Regions from separate parts of the Arachis hypogaea genome. Here region 2 is linked to region 1. A link is a contact called in public Hi-C data. All regions are on one chromosome and are shown on one strand. Each heading gives the region's core, a stretch centred on a gene start, on an enhancer-like site or on the middle of the called end of the contact. The rest is flanking DNA. Distances are from core to core; before and after follow the strand shown.

Evidence for each region. A called contact is a pair of places that touch in the nucleus more often than the background predicts.
Region 2: a contact with region 1 is called in a Hi-C map of leaf, with 2.8 times the contacts expected there. The contact joins the promoter of LOC112727702 here to the promoter of LOC112730237 in region 1. A contact is called at or near these places in 2 of 8 Hi-C or Micro-C datasets (leaf and an unstated tissue).

Annotation. Positions count from the first base shown.
Region 1 is chr12:90,766,833-90,774,522 of arahy.Tifrunner.gnm2.J5K5, reverse strand. LOC112730237 reads right to left here and starts at 2,681. Exons shown (of 1, transcript XM_025780335.1): 1 at 1,797-2,681. The coding sequence starts at 2,681. The coding sequence ends at 1,797. It overlaps LOC112727698 (coatomer subunit delta), which reads right to left. Exons shown (of 12, transcript XM_025777564.2): 8 at 6,719-6,914; 9 at 6,471-6,624; 10 at 6,105-6,167; 11 at 5,903-5,999; 12 at 4,574-4,868. The coding sequence ends at 4,779. LOC140177334 (a long non-coding RNA gene) reads left to right here. Exons shown (of 2, transcript XR_011869163.1): 2 at 26-552.
Region 2 is chr12:90,991,914-90,999,603 of arahy.Tifrunner.gnm2.J5K5, reverse strand. LOC112727702 (BTB/POZ domain-containing protein At5g48800) reads left to right here and starts at 3,657. Exons shown (of 4, transcript XM_025777567.3): 1 at 3,657-4,079; 2 at 5,279-5,345; 3 at 5,439-6,605; 4 at 6,847-7,510. The coding sequence starts at 3,679. The coding sequence ends at 7,380.

The sequences.
Region 1 (7,690 bases), core at 1,432-3,931:
TTGAATAGTGTTTTTATATTTTCAGGAATTTTGGACTCAAAAAGTAGCAAAAATAAGGCTTTTTCACAAGAAAAACATAAAAGAAATAACAGCTTGGCCCAAGAAGCGTGGCCCAAGGAAAATGAAGACATACACGTCAGTGTATAACACACGCACGCTTGGCGGAAGGCATGCACGCCCAACAGTTCTGATCCATGCCCGGCGGACCCAGCACTCCTTTGATACACGCCCAGCGGCCAGTGATCCACGGCTGGCGGATCTCCTTCATGCAAGTGAAATTTTGGGTTTTTTGCTCAATCTTTCACTAATACAAGCCCGAATCAACTACAACTCTCAACGTCCAAGATTCCACAAATTAAGACCCAAACTTAATTATTCACATCATTAGAAGTCTTAATCACATCCAGAAGATTGAAGACTCTAGAAGATTATTTATTGATTCTGTCTAGAATCATAAGAGATTTGATCGTTTAGATTTTGATTTGAATTTGAAATTGAAGTCAGTATCTTATCTTTTTCTCCGGAAAATAAGTAGTTATCTTATCTCTCTCTGAAGGATATGATTAGTTTACTATTTTTGAATTTTAGAATTTAGGCTATAAATAAGTGAGCATAGCTCACTGAGAAGATCATCAAGTTCTCGGACTACCGCTCTTCTTCTTGTTTTTCTTACTTCTTCATGGGTAATTAATCCTTTGTCAAAGGGTTAGGAGCTCTGTTTATGTTTTCTATGGATAATTAACTTACGTTTATTTTATTTCGAAGTCTTGCATTGATCTATTTCATGATTGAGTTATTCGTTCTTCATTCGGATTAGTGGATCGAAAGATAAGCTAATTCTTCTTGGATTCTTTTAGTATAATTGAAAATTTTGATATTTGAATCAAAGCTTGAAACTCTTTCACATGACTATTTAAATTCGGCTAGAAATAGTAGTTCAATTAGTGTGTGACACATACATGATTTTCAATCACTCTAATTTTGAATAAGTAATATATAATTCGGATTAAAACAACTTTTGAAAATTATATTTTCTTTTAAGATTTAACTGGACAAGACTATCTTGAATACGTGACATATAATTTGACCTAAGGACTAATTTTAAATCTTATTTAAATTTAAAATAAGTTTTTGTGCTTAATCTCTTGATTAACTAATTGACGCCTAACTAATACTTGAGAAACTAAGGAGTCAAGGAATTTGAAATTAGTTACTAAAGATTTTGTCGTGAAAGATCTTTGCAAACTTCAAGATAAATAAACAAGATTGGTTTTCCTAAAAGTATAAGCATCTCCAAAGCCCTTGGCTCTCATCATTACTGTCTTCTCTTAATTCATCATTCAAGCTCACTATTCGTGGCATCCAAGCATTTAACATTCAAGATTCTCAAGGCTCTCAGCAAGACACTCTCTTGCCCTCTTCGATCATCAATCAGGTTTTATTAATCTAATTAGGCTTTTTAATCAGAAATTTACTTGTTCAATCCTTTAATCTTCGTGGGAACGATATCCATTCACTGTGGTATTACTTATACGATCTAGTGCACTTGCTAGTATCCATGGGCTTCGAATTTCGCTCATCACTTCCCTTATGAACCTGGCATCTAACAAAGCCTGTACCTGTTCTTCAATGACTTGTGTTCTTTCGAGGCTGAGCTTTTGTCGTTTTTGTTGTATAGGTCATGAGCTCGGATAGACGACGAGCTTGACAAGATTTGTCTTCAATTTGTCGTTCAAGTTGGCTCCTATGTTTGTAGTTTTTCCATCTTGGTCTCCTATTTGCACTTCTTCTATTTTTCAATCAGGTTGTGGCCTCAACTTTTCTCGTGTTTGGACACCTCTGAGTTCAATAGTATTGATCTCTTTTCCTTTTGTACATCCGCACAGGTTCAAGTTTTCATTGTTACACCTCCTTGCCAATTTTTGATCTCCTCTTATGGGGGTTATTCCCTTTGAAATCGGAAATTTCATGCAAAGATGAGGAGTAGAGACGATTATAGCAAGTCGGTTCAACGTCGTCCGACCTATCAAGGCATTGTAAGCTAAGGCTACGTTAACTACAATGTAGTCTATACTCAAAGTTCGAGATTTCATTCCTTTACCAAAAGTGGTGTGCAACGGAATGAAACCAAGAGGTTGGATGGGTGTGTCTCCCAGCCCGTAAAGAGTGTCAGGGTATGCTCTTAACTCATTTTCTTCCAATTCCAGCTTGTCCAAGGCAGGCGTAAACAAGATGTCGGCCGAGCTTCCTTGGTCTACCAAAGTCCTGTGAAGATTTGTATTGGCAAGTATCATTGTGACTACAACGGGATCATCATGCCCTAGTGTTATTTCTTGTGCATCTTCCTTTGTGAAGGAAATAATAGGCAATTCGGGGACTTCATCCTTTTCTTCAACTTGATAAACTCCTTTCAAATGTCTTTTGCAGGAAGACTTGGTTACTCCACATCCCACAAATCCTCCGACTATCATGTGGATGTGTTTGTCAGGAGTTCGTGTTGGCTGATCTCGTTGACTTCTATCTTCCTCTTCTTTTTTTTTTCTTTTCCCCTGATCGTCAGATCTTTCTACCAGGTACCTTTCTAACCGACTTTCTCTGGCCAGTTTTTCTATTATATTTTTCAAGTCGTAACAATCGTTGGTGGAATGCCCATATATCTTATGATATTCACAGTATTCCATCCAACTTCCGCCTTGTTTTTTATGGGGCGAGGAAATGGAAATTTTTTAGTGTTGTAGATCTCCCTATAAATGTCGACAAAAGAAACTCATAGGGGATGTAGTTATGGTACCTTCGAGGCTTGTGCGAGCTGTACCCATCCTTTTCTTTGCTTCTTTCTCTTTGTCCTGAGCTTGATAAGGATGATTTTGTTTGGGAGCAAGTTCTCTTAGACGGGCATTTTTTCTCCATGTTGATGTACTTTTCTGCTCACTCTTCGTTCAGGGAGGTCGGGTGCCTCTTTGATATGGATTGGGAGAAAGCTTTCTCTGAGACCATTGACTAGTCCTATTATTACTTCTTTTGTGGGTAGGTTCTGGACTTCCAAACAAGCTTTGTTGAATCTTTCCATATAAACGAGGGTTTCTCCGACCTCTTGCTTGACTCCCAAAAGGCTCGGGATGTGCTTCACTTTATCTTTCTGGATGGAGAATCGAGTAAGAAACTTTCTTGCGAGGTCGTCGAAGCAGGTCACAAACTTGGGTGGCAGACTATCAAACTATTTCATCACTGTCTTAGTCAGCGTTGTTGGGAAAGCTTTGCAACGAGTTGCATCTGAAGCATCAGTCAAATACATCCGACTTTTGAAATTACTCAGGTGGCCTGGTATCTCGGGTTGATTGTTCCATCATAGAGATTTATGTTAGTACTTTTAAAATTTCTAGGAACTTTGACCCGCATGATCTCCTCAACAAATAGATCTTCCCCTCCAAAATGGATTTCTTCCCGATTCGCTTGATTATTCCGACCTTGCAATTCGGCTTCTAACTTCAAAAGTTCTTTTCTCTAGTTTTCTTCATCGTCATACCTCTCTTCTTAGATCTCTCCCAGCTTTTCTTTGTCGCTCTATTTCCTATTCGAGCTGTTCCGGTCGTTCTTGGTGTCCAATGAGTTCTGTCGGATGCAGATGCTCCTCATTCTCTGGTGGATGTATCTCTGACTTGATTCTTTTAGGTGAGGATTTTCCGACGTTCCCTCCCTACTAGTACCACCCGCTCTATCTTGTCGAGGGGGTATTACTATTGCACGATAATCGTTGTGAGGTTTCGGTTCTGATTTGGATGTTGTACGTCTGTCTTCAAACTGACCGTCCGCTATGGTTGGGTGTAGCCTTTCAAGTCATGGCAACGACGCCAATGTTTCGACAGTTACCTGAAATTGGATTGCTTTTGGACCTGGACATGAGGTCCAAACTTCTTTCGAGGCAGCATCCGAATTCAGCTAGTATCGAGATGCTGCCGTTCGAGTTCCTTGTGAGGAGGTGGGGGTGGTACTTGCAAGGAACTCTAATGCTTAAATTAGCAAAAGTTTAAGCAGGTTTTTAATAGTTTGAGTTCTGAGTATACTTGAGAGAGTTCGGATATTTATAATTATAGAGTCTCTAACTACCCTTTGGAATAGTTCCACCTTTGATAGTGGATAATCATCCCCTACTCGGGGTTGTTGAGATATCCCTTTTGAAAGTATGGGAGAAATTGTTAGAGTTAGTTCATTGATTCGCGTAGGTAGAGCAGGATTGGCACCGTTCAATTCGATTTTTATGAGATCGGATAGATAGAGATGGAGTCCTTACGAGAATTGGACCATCCTCATTTTGGGTCGGGCTATTTTTTAGACTAGGATATGAATAACTTTTATTTTTCTCTAAAATAAAATTCACTATTCACATTCATATTCATAATATTTCTCAATTATTAATCCATCAAATTTCTATTATTAGCTCAACAAATATGTAAATTTTACAAGAAATCCATAATCATGATTAGTAATTTATGAACTAAATTGATAATTATTTAGTTGACAAATATTTATATGACAGAATCTATTATACCTAAGATAAAAAGCAATGGAGACATTTGGGCATATAAGATGAATCTTGAATTATAAGCTATAAGAATAATTATTTGCCTCTACATACAAAAGAGACATTCTAAGTTTCTCATTACTTGCAATAAATCCTACTTTGTGCTTTCTCTTGGCAAGTGAAAACCTAAGTATGAATCATGAATCATCTATTGTAAAAGAAAACTGTTATTGAGTAGATTGGACTAAAATATCAATCACACAACTTGGTAGTTTTCTGTGATCAATTGCGTTCTCTGAGAAAATTTGGGGGGGTTACCACCCTTTACTGGTATGATATTGGTAACCTGCAGACAGAACACACAAGGGAGAGGGTTATGTGTCAAATGAAAATATTCCCAACCATTAAATCAGGGTTTTCAGCTTAATTATCTTTTTGGTCCTAAAAAGTAGGATTTAATATCGATGTACTATCAATGTAAAAAGGCTTCACATAATGGAAGTGTTCCAATCAACCATCCATTAACTTAAGACCTACAAATACTCGTAATTGAATGACAATAACGTAGCAACCCATTGGCTGGCAAACGCTTAAATGGAGCTACAATCTGCGACAGATTAATTATTAGCCTGTCGGGTTGGAGGATACCGTGAAAAACCAAAAAATAATTGAACGACAATATAAACTCTTACGGCATCGAGGCATAGCATAATAATCAAACTCTTATAAATATACTTCATTTCTGTTTTGCTCTGTAGAATGTTTTGGCTCTAGTCCCAATTTCCAAATTTTCATAAGTGTGCATATTATGAATTAATTGACAACACAAAATAAGAGAAGTCCCCAAATAATGCGAACAAGGATGAAAACAACATTATAAAATTTTCAAAGGCCATTTATGCTGATCTTCAAAAAATATTTAGATCAGACCAAAATAAAAACTTTGTAGGGAGTAAAGTTATATGTTAGGAAGCAAGGACAAAACATTTATTTAAACCTCAATTTTCAGCTATTGTGTGCCAACTATAAAATGATGAGAAATTATACATCCTCAAATAAGCAAATAAAAAGAATTCATTAGTTTTAAAATTTTCAAGACAAATTATATCAACTTTTTATTTCATTTATCAGTTAGAAGATTTCTATGAGGCTATATTATATTACCTAGAGTTAGAAAGAAGTCAATACAGAAGATGATGATGGTAAATAGGAATTGAAGGAAAGTAGGAAAAGATACACTATTAATCCATGATATAGACCTTCCCAGTCATATAAATGTATCAGTTTCAATTGGATCAATTTGACATATTGTTGAAATAAGATGATATATCCAAGGCAACAATTAAAATCAGATGCGGAAAACATAAAATCGAAACAAACCTTCAGGTTACTGAATGTGTTAGTGGCCATAAAACGGACTGCTATGGGAAAGAAAGATGATGAATCTGCTTGTGGAACAACAAACTCCAACGATCCACTGCCAAATAATGTTATTATAGTTGGAAAGAAATTCGATAATACAAAGATAATAACATAGCATAATTCATTTTTTAATAAAATGTCACTCTTAATGGCAACATACCTGCGGTTTGAATTATCAATCAGAATAACAGACCATTCCAAAATGGAATTCCTTGGGTCATACCTGCAAAGCCAATTTTATTGGGGAAAAGTAAAAGGAGCAAGATTGTTATCACAATAAAATCATTTAGAACCACAAAAAGAGAAAAATCATATAGTGATGATTTGGGCCCTCCAATGATAGAAACATTAGCTTTATAGATCACTCTAATTCATGTGCATCTAATCAGTTCTTTAAGGATTGCAAATCTTTAAAACAAACCAAAAAACATTTCTAATGAAACAACAAACTCATGCAATGAAAACTTCAATTCAACACACAAGTCAAGGTTGTCCCTGGGATTATGAAGCCTTAAAAAACCCATACCTCCATTCTCCATCAATCTGATTAACAGATGGTGCTTCTCGAAGAGCAGGAAGAGGTACTGAGATCACAACATTCTGCAGATCAAACATTGATGAAGCTTCATACTCTATGTTGACATAAGTTTGATTTCCTGAAGAGGAGGGCCAGCAGTTTACTGCAAGAGACATACATGTCAAACCATAAGTTTTTAGAGCACAGAACAACAAATAATAAAGCACATCAATTATAGATATTAAGATATAACTGACTTATGAGTGGCACCATTTTCTCATCAGTGCTTTGCATTCTCCACTTAAGAAGGCCAATACCAGCATCGCCAGATTGACCAGTAGGGAAAGGCCTATTGGCGTCCCTTAAGCCTAGTATATTTTCATTGGCAAATAATTCTTTGTTCATGTTGGGGTGTGTCTTGAATGAAACACCTTGATTTTCACCAGTCTGAACCTGTTAAAACAACGCACAAATGCATGTTATCAACTATTTTGAATTGTTTCCCCTATCAATGTATCCATTCAAAACCAGTCATGAAAGAAAATAATGAGACAAATTAAAAGACAATCAGAGCAAGAACAACATATGTTGGAATTATGGTACAAATGAATGGACATGAATAAAAGCAACTTTAGTTGATGCATATATCATTTTAAAATTGCAGGGAGAATCACTTCAAATATAACTTCAAGTGGCAAACAGAGGAATAAAGTTTTGAAAAATGGAAACTGCACTTGAACTATACAAATATATCTTAATTTTTTGTGTTCATTTATAAAAGATTTCATATCAAAGCATAGGAATGCTTTAAAAAGCAATTTGATGATCAACCAAAGGACTCACATTGTTACCACTCTATAGGAATAGGAGTTTTAACGCTCATTATCTTCCTCTTCTATTTTTTGTCCATCTAAATGTTTTAGGCTGTCCAAACATAAGTTAGATAGTAATAAAATGACAATGTACAGTAACATTTAGTATTTAGTTCTATTTTAGATCTTCAAAATTACTTTTGGAAATTTCAAGACTACTTTTGATGAAACCCAAGTAAATATGAAGATTCTTTTGTCCATTAAAAAGTGAAAATACTATCAGATGAAATTTCATTATCACCTCTACAGTATCAACCATTCACCTACTCAGCCTAATTATGCTATATCTCTTTTTTATAATTATATCTCTAAAATCTAAATGTAATTTTAGATTATTTATATAGAAAACAATAACTC
Region 2 (7,690 bases), core at 2,408-4,907, 220 kb before region 1:
TAAGAAATATATATATTTTTTTGTTTTTGTTATAATTTTTATATTTATATTTTTTTAAATTTGTGTGAAAAAAAATAAATTAGACTTTTCATAATTTTTTATATTATATTTAATTTATCATCAAATAAAATATAAAATATTAATTTTTGTGTTTTATTCTATTATAAAATCAAATATATAACCTAAGATATTTACCAACTTTTGCAAGAATCATTTTCATCATATTTAAATAGAATATATGTTAAAATATAAAATATATATTAAAAATTAGTAGTTAATTTAATGATTGATTTTGTATGTATATATAGTATTTTTTATAAAATAATTCCTCTAGTGCTCCATTAAGTTGCCCTACTATCATCCTACTATCATTCTTTTCTTTGCCATTTTCTCCGTTCATCATCCTAACAAACATACCCTAAAACTTGTGAAACGAGGATTTATTGAATTCATAATTTAGAATTTTTCTTTTTTTTTTTTCTTTAATAGTTTATTTATTAGACTTTTTGAGCTTAGTATTGAAAGCACCTTCTAACAAACAAATTAAAATAAGGAACTTTTACACATATGAAACATGTAACATGTAACCTGATATGTTGTATCCTGTCTTATTCAGAAAGGTTTCTTAACCGTACATTAAAATTAAGGTATTGATTAGAAAAAATAATATATCTGAATCATATAAAATAAATTTAATTACTCTATTGGTCTTTATAGTTTTATGAAATTTTTAATTAGGTGTTTTTATACTTTTTTTTAATTGAGTCCTTGCACCAAATTTTATTTTTAATTAGGTCCTTATACTTTTTTTTTTTTTATATTTGGGTCCCTGTACTAATTTTTTTCTTAATTAAATCCCTATATAATTAAACCAATTACTGTTAAAAGGGACCGAATTGAAAAAAAAAATTGGTGCAGAGACCCAACTAAAAAAAAAAGTATAAAGACCTAATTGAAAATTTCACAAAACTATAAAGACAAAAGAATAATTAAACCTATAAAATAATTGAGTCTCTATTATTTTTCATTTAAAATATTTGTGATATAGACCCACAGGGTTCTCAATGGAGTCCACAAATTCTGTGACAAAAGTAATTGATATCTAATTTGCTGGTTTTAAAAGTAAGGTGAGACCACCAATATGTATATGGCTTGACAAGAGGATTCAATTAAACGGTGCAAAGCAATATTATAAGTATGAATATTAAAAGGCCATGTTTAGTTAATATGTATCTAATAAGGGAGATAAAAAAATTTATTTTATTTAGTTTTTATTAATTATTATTATAATTAATAAATATTAAATAAAATAAATTTTAACTATTTTTGATTAATTTATTTTGTTATCAAACATTTTATATATATACAAATTATTTTAATATAATTTTTACTTTAATAAATACATAATAGATATATTAAAATTTTAAGTTTTGTATGGATTTTATATATAAAAAAATCAATCACTAATCTTAACATGTATTCTTAATAAATACATATTAGCTAAACCTAAATTAAAATGTTTAAGTTAGGAGTGAAAGGGGACAAAAAGAGAAAGGTGACAAAATTGTCAAAGAACCTGTTTTAACAACTTTGTTCCCTCCTTTCATTCCTGTTTCAGTGAGTTTACATTTTTTGACTTTTTGTGAACAAAACCCTCCTTCCTTTCCCTTCTTTCGCGCCTCTTTAACTGCTTAAAGAAACCATAGAAATTAAATAAAATAAAATAATTAAGAAAGCCCCGAACAATAGAAATAGGAGTGCCTTATTCACGCACAATCATTGACTCCGTTTACATAATTTAAGGAATTGAAACCGTAAATGCTGGGTTAATGACTTAATGCTCACTATTTTAGTATCTTACGCATATTTATTTACCAAAATGCTTTTGCCCATTTATTTTGTGTGTAGAATTGTAAAAATATACGAAGGGTTAAAATTAGGCAAAAGAACAAATGCAAGAAATCTTGGGAAGAAAAAAAAAGAAGGACTTAGCTATCTTCTGTTTTTAAAACACATATTAAAATTATATATTAAAAAACTTTTTATAAAAAATATAAAAAATTTAAATTTATAATACAATTCTTTTGTATTTATTTAAAGAATAAATTTAAAAATTTATATTAATAATAATTTTATCATGTGTCTTTAGAGAACACATATTAGTTATGCTAAAAGATTATTTTGAATTGAAATTTTATAGTGTTTTTAGTTCATTATTTTTTATTTGGGTAAAGTATATTTTTTGTCCTTAAAGTTTGACAAAAGTTTTAAAAATATCCTATGTTTTATTTTGTTTTAATTTTGTCCCAAAAGTTTTCGATTTGTATCAAATATACCCCTGAACGGCTAATTTTTCAAAAAATTTAAGATCGATTCAACAACAATTTCATAAGAACAACCCCTCAACACAAGCAAATCAAGTATAATTTTCATGCATTATTGTTATATTGGCCTTAAATTTTTTGAAAATTTAGTCCCCGAGAGTATATTTGATGCAAATCGAAAACTTTTGGGACAAAATTGAAACAAAATAAAACTTAGGGGTATTTTTAAAACTTTTGCCAAACTTCAAGGACAAAAAATATACTTTACCCTTTTTATTTTTATACAGCTCTTAATTTTTAAGAGTTTTACTGTTTTTACTATTTATTTTAACAATTTCATCTGATAATTTATTATGTTGGATCAAGTTCTTTTAAACTAAAAAAGTTGATAAAGTAATAAAGTCACAATTTAATCACTTTTAAATCAAAATAATAAAACTCACACATGATAAAAATCACAAATTCAATGATGATTAATTTTTAATCCATTACTTTAAAAATATTATCACTTTAGATATCTAATCACATTGGAAGCCGAATTGTTACGACCAAATCATCTTTTAAAATTTAACTCATTAGATTAATATATATAAATAATTTCATATCTAATATATCTACTTACACAAGAATTTATTATAAATTTAAACAACTTACATGTTTATTTTATTTTATTTTATACTAAATTTTTTTATCTTCTATTTAAAAAAAAAATGATCAATCAACAAATTAAAAATCTGGTAATAGTTATAAAATTTTTTATCTCATGCTATATTGTTAGGCAATAAAAAAATATTAAAATAATAGTTAAGTTATTTCTATATGATTTTAAAATCATGAGTTTAATCTATAAAAATAGTCACTAATATAATTATAAAATTAGATTGCGTATATTATATTTTTTAAATGCAACTTCTTTTCAAATCCTGTGTTAATATAAAGTGTTTGTAAACGAACTGCTTTACTAAATTGTTAGGCAATAAAAATAGGAAAAGTATAGGGTACCAATATATTATTTGTCAACTTATTACCAATAATAATTAATTATTATATTTTAAACACATATAAAAAGATATATCCAGAAAATATATTTATAAAGACATTTTTATTAAACACAATCATAAAAAAGATATTTTTATTAGACACATCCATAAAGACACTTTCATTAAATACAGTTATAAATAAAAATTGGCAGAAGTTGGCAGAAATACTGTTGGTAACGTAGCAGGATTGAATATATACATGATTTTATATCTATGATATATTGGGAGGATGCAAAAATAGAATAGAATTATTGCTTAAATAACAGTAGAATTTGCATTCATTTGTGTCACTGCTCCACTACATTGAGTCATTTATGAGTGAGAGAGAAGCTAACAATAATAACAACTTATTAAAAAGCAAAGCATGTCCCACAACACAGGACCCATTTGCTTTGGACAATAGCAATCTATGCATTCAGAACCCACATCTTCAAGAAAAAAAAAAAAAAACCCACAATGGCCGAAGAACTCACACAACAACAGCAACATCTACACTTCTTCCAACTCAGTCTCTTTCCTCACTTCACAACAATCACTTCTACTACTTCCTTAGACCCACTAAAACTAAATCTAAAACTACCACTGCAACACTTTTTCTCTCTTTCACTTCACATTCTCTTCATCACTCTTTTTTCTCTATGGACCGTACTGACAAACAGCAGCACCAGCAGCAGTTGCCTCTGGCAAAGTGTGCCAGGCAAAGATGCAGTGAATGGTTTGTTTCACTGTTTTCCTTTTTTTTTTTTTTTGAAAAAAACAGATATAAAATAAACAGAATTCTTCTTTTACATAAAAGGGTTGTTCGGTTTTACCTGTTTTTTGTTTTCCTTCATAGGGGAAAAATATGTTAATAAGTTTGTTGCTATAAAAGGTGAGTTTCTGTTTATGCAAATTCTGTTTTTGTTGTGACTTGTGGCACTTTCTTAACTAACTGGGATTACTGGTTTTTTCAAAAACAGAATTGTTTAGTCTTTGCTGTATTGTGTGATTTATTGATTAGCCTTGTGCATTCACTTGAAAATCTCCAAATTTTTTCTTTTTCTTAAAAAAATTTGTTGTCGTCGTTCAAATTCTTCTTCCTTGGTTCTTCTGTTCTTGTTGTTGGTTGAATAACATGATCAAAGATCTGTTCGAAAAGAATGATATACTATGCTTTCAATGAACTCACTGCCCTGCAAAGTTGCTGATCTGGACATCTAAATTGTCCTGCAATTCAATCTAAATTATTGTTGTGAATTGTGTTCTTTGTTTGGTGCTAGTTAGAGAACAGAGTTTGTGATTTCAACTTTGTTGTAGTTTGCATAGTATATGGACATATAGTATCTATGGTTAAAATATTTGTTCTATTTCTTGTTATATAAATGTATGATTTTATAATTTTCTCTTTCTCTCTTGAGTAAGGGATAATCTGACAAGTTTCTTCTTTTTTAATTAAGCTAGAAATTCGTCATATCGACAAAACTTGTTTTGAAATTCAGCCAACATTTTTTTCAAGCAGCGTGATTTTATCTAAATTAATTGCGCTACAAGCTAAATGGGTTTCCTTTCAAAAATTATTTCTTTTCTTCTTAAGTTCTGGTCGTTTATTGAATTAATGCAGGTAATAATATCATTTACTTGGGAGACAAAAAAATCATATATCATATTTATATTTTCAATCTGCTACCATGCTATTATTGAATGAGCAACTTACTTTTGCTATATAATCACAAATCCTTTTCTTTATTCTTATCTTTTTAAGTCCACAGCAAGTGGCAATTCACACTGACTAATTAGGTGTCTTTGTATCCTATGATTTTATTTTGTTGCTAAGAAATTTTCCTCAACCTACACTCAACAGTGATAATCTCATTCTTGAACTTGACAAGCTCATACTTTTTATTTTGAAAAATTAACACATTTAATCTGTTGTAGGATTTTCCGGGATGTACCAAGTGATATAACTATAGAAGTTGGTGGAGGAACATTTTCATTACACAAGGTAAGTGTCTACCAACTTTACTCATTACTTGAATAATGCTTCTACAAAATTTCCATCTATAATCCTTGCATTTTCTTTTACTTGTGTATGAAGTTTCCTCTGGTCTCGCGAAGCGGCCGGATAAGGAGGCTAGTCGCGGAGCACAGAGATTCCGACATCTCAAGAGTGGAGCTTCTTAATCTACCAGGAGGAGCAGAATGCTTTGAGCTAGCAGCAAAATTCTGCTACGGAATAAACTTCGAGATCACTTCCACAAACGTTGCTCAGCTATGCTGTGTTTCGGACTATCTAGAAATGTCGGAGGACTTCTCCAAGGACAATCTCGGCTCGCGAGCCGAGGAGTATCTGGACAGCATTGTCTGCAAGAATCTTGAAATGTGTGTGCAAGTCTTGCAGCAGTGCGAAAGCCTGCTGCCTCTGGCGGATGAACTGAAGATTGTTAGCCGGTGCATCGACGCCATCGCCTCGAAAGCCTGCGCCGAACAGATAGCTTCTAGCTTCTCAAGATTGGAGTACAGCAGTTCAGGGAGGTTACATATGAGCCGGCAGGCGAAATGCGATGGCGATTGGTGGATCGAAGATCTCTCTGTTCTTAGAATTGACATGTTTCAGAGAGTCATAACGGCAATGAAATGCCGCGGAGTTCGGCCAGAGAGTATCGGCGCTTCGCTAGTGAATTATGCTCAGAAGGAGTTGACTAAGAAATCAAGCTTGTGGAATCCATCTAGGGAGACTAAAGTGGATGCGAATTCGAGCGAGCACGAGAAGCTTGTGGTTGAAGCAATCGTTAGTCTTTTGCCTGTTGAGAAGCTTGCAGTTCCAATAAACTTTCTCTTTGGCCTTCTTCGAAGCGCGGTGATGCTGGATTGCGCGATCGCCTCGCGGCTCGATCTTGAAAGAAGGATCGGATCGCAGCTAGATATTGCCACTCTTGATGATATCCTGATTCCGTCTTTCCGGCACGCCGGCGACACATTGTTTGATGTTGACACGGTTCATAGGATTCTGGTGAATTTTTGTCAGCAAGATGATAGTGAAGATGATTTAGAAGACGCTTCGGTTTTTGAATCCGATAGCCCACGTTCGCCTTCGCAGACTGCGTTGGTTAAGGTTGCGAAATTAGTTGATAATTACCTGGCCGAAATCGCCCCTGATGCAAACCTGAAGCTGCCTAAGTTCATGGTCATTGCAGAAACCTTGCCGGCCCATGCTCGGACGGTCCATGACGGATTATATCGGGCCATCGATATTTACTTGAAAGTATGTTATGCTATAAACATCATATCATATATAACTATGAAATATTTGAGTGCCCCCAATTCTAACTATAAAAATAAAGGTAAATTAATTCAAATAGTAGGTCAGTATATCGAATTAGTTTATAAGAAGAGAAGCTAATTAGCTATACATGAGTAATAATGTATTATTGATGAATAAGGAAAAAAAAAATTCATGAAATTATTATTTATGCTACATCTAAAACTTTGATATGAATTTTCAGGCGCATCAAGGTTTGACAGATATGGACAAGAAGAAACTATGCAAACTGATTGACTTTCAGAAACTTTCTCAAGAAGCCGGAGCTCACGCCGCGCAAAACGAGCGGCTTCCTCTGCAATCAATTGTGCAAGTTCTGTATTTTGAACAACTAAGACTCAGAAATTCTTTGTCCTGCTCTTATGGGGAAGATGACCCCAAGCCGATGCACCAGTCGTGGCGAATTAGTAGTGGCGCTCTGAGCGCCGCTATGTCTCCACGAGACAATTATGCGTCATTGAGGCGAGAGAATCGCGAGCTGAAGCTCGAGTTAGCGCGGCTGCGAATGAGACTGAATGATCTTGAGAGGGAGCATGTTTGCATGAAGAGGGACATGGCCAAGTCCGGATCTAGAAAATTTATGACTTCATTCTCTAAAAAGATTGGTAAGCTTAGCTTCTTTGGACATATTTCTTCAAGAGGGTCAAGTTCTCCTTCAAGGAATTCTCAAAGAACAGATTCAAAGGTGATTGAGAGAACCTGTGCTAGCCATGAATAGATCAAAATGTAAAATAATTTTTTTGTCTCTTTGCTCATTTTTCACTGTGATATTGGGCTAATGCAAGTTATGCTCATTTTATGTAAATGTAAGTTATGGTTATGTTGACGTATTCACTTCATTTTGTTTATCTTTGTCCCTTTTTGGCCACCTTTTGCTTGCAGGTTCAGTTACTGCATTAGTTTTCTAAGATGGATTGAACAACCTCAAATTCTAGATATTACATCACATACTCACTCACATTACACACCCGCACACCCAATATTTTTAAGGCATTAGTTTTGTTTAACTATATGTAGCTTTTTGAAAT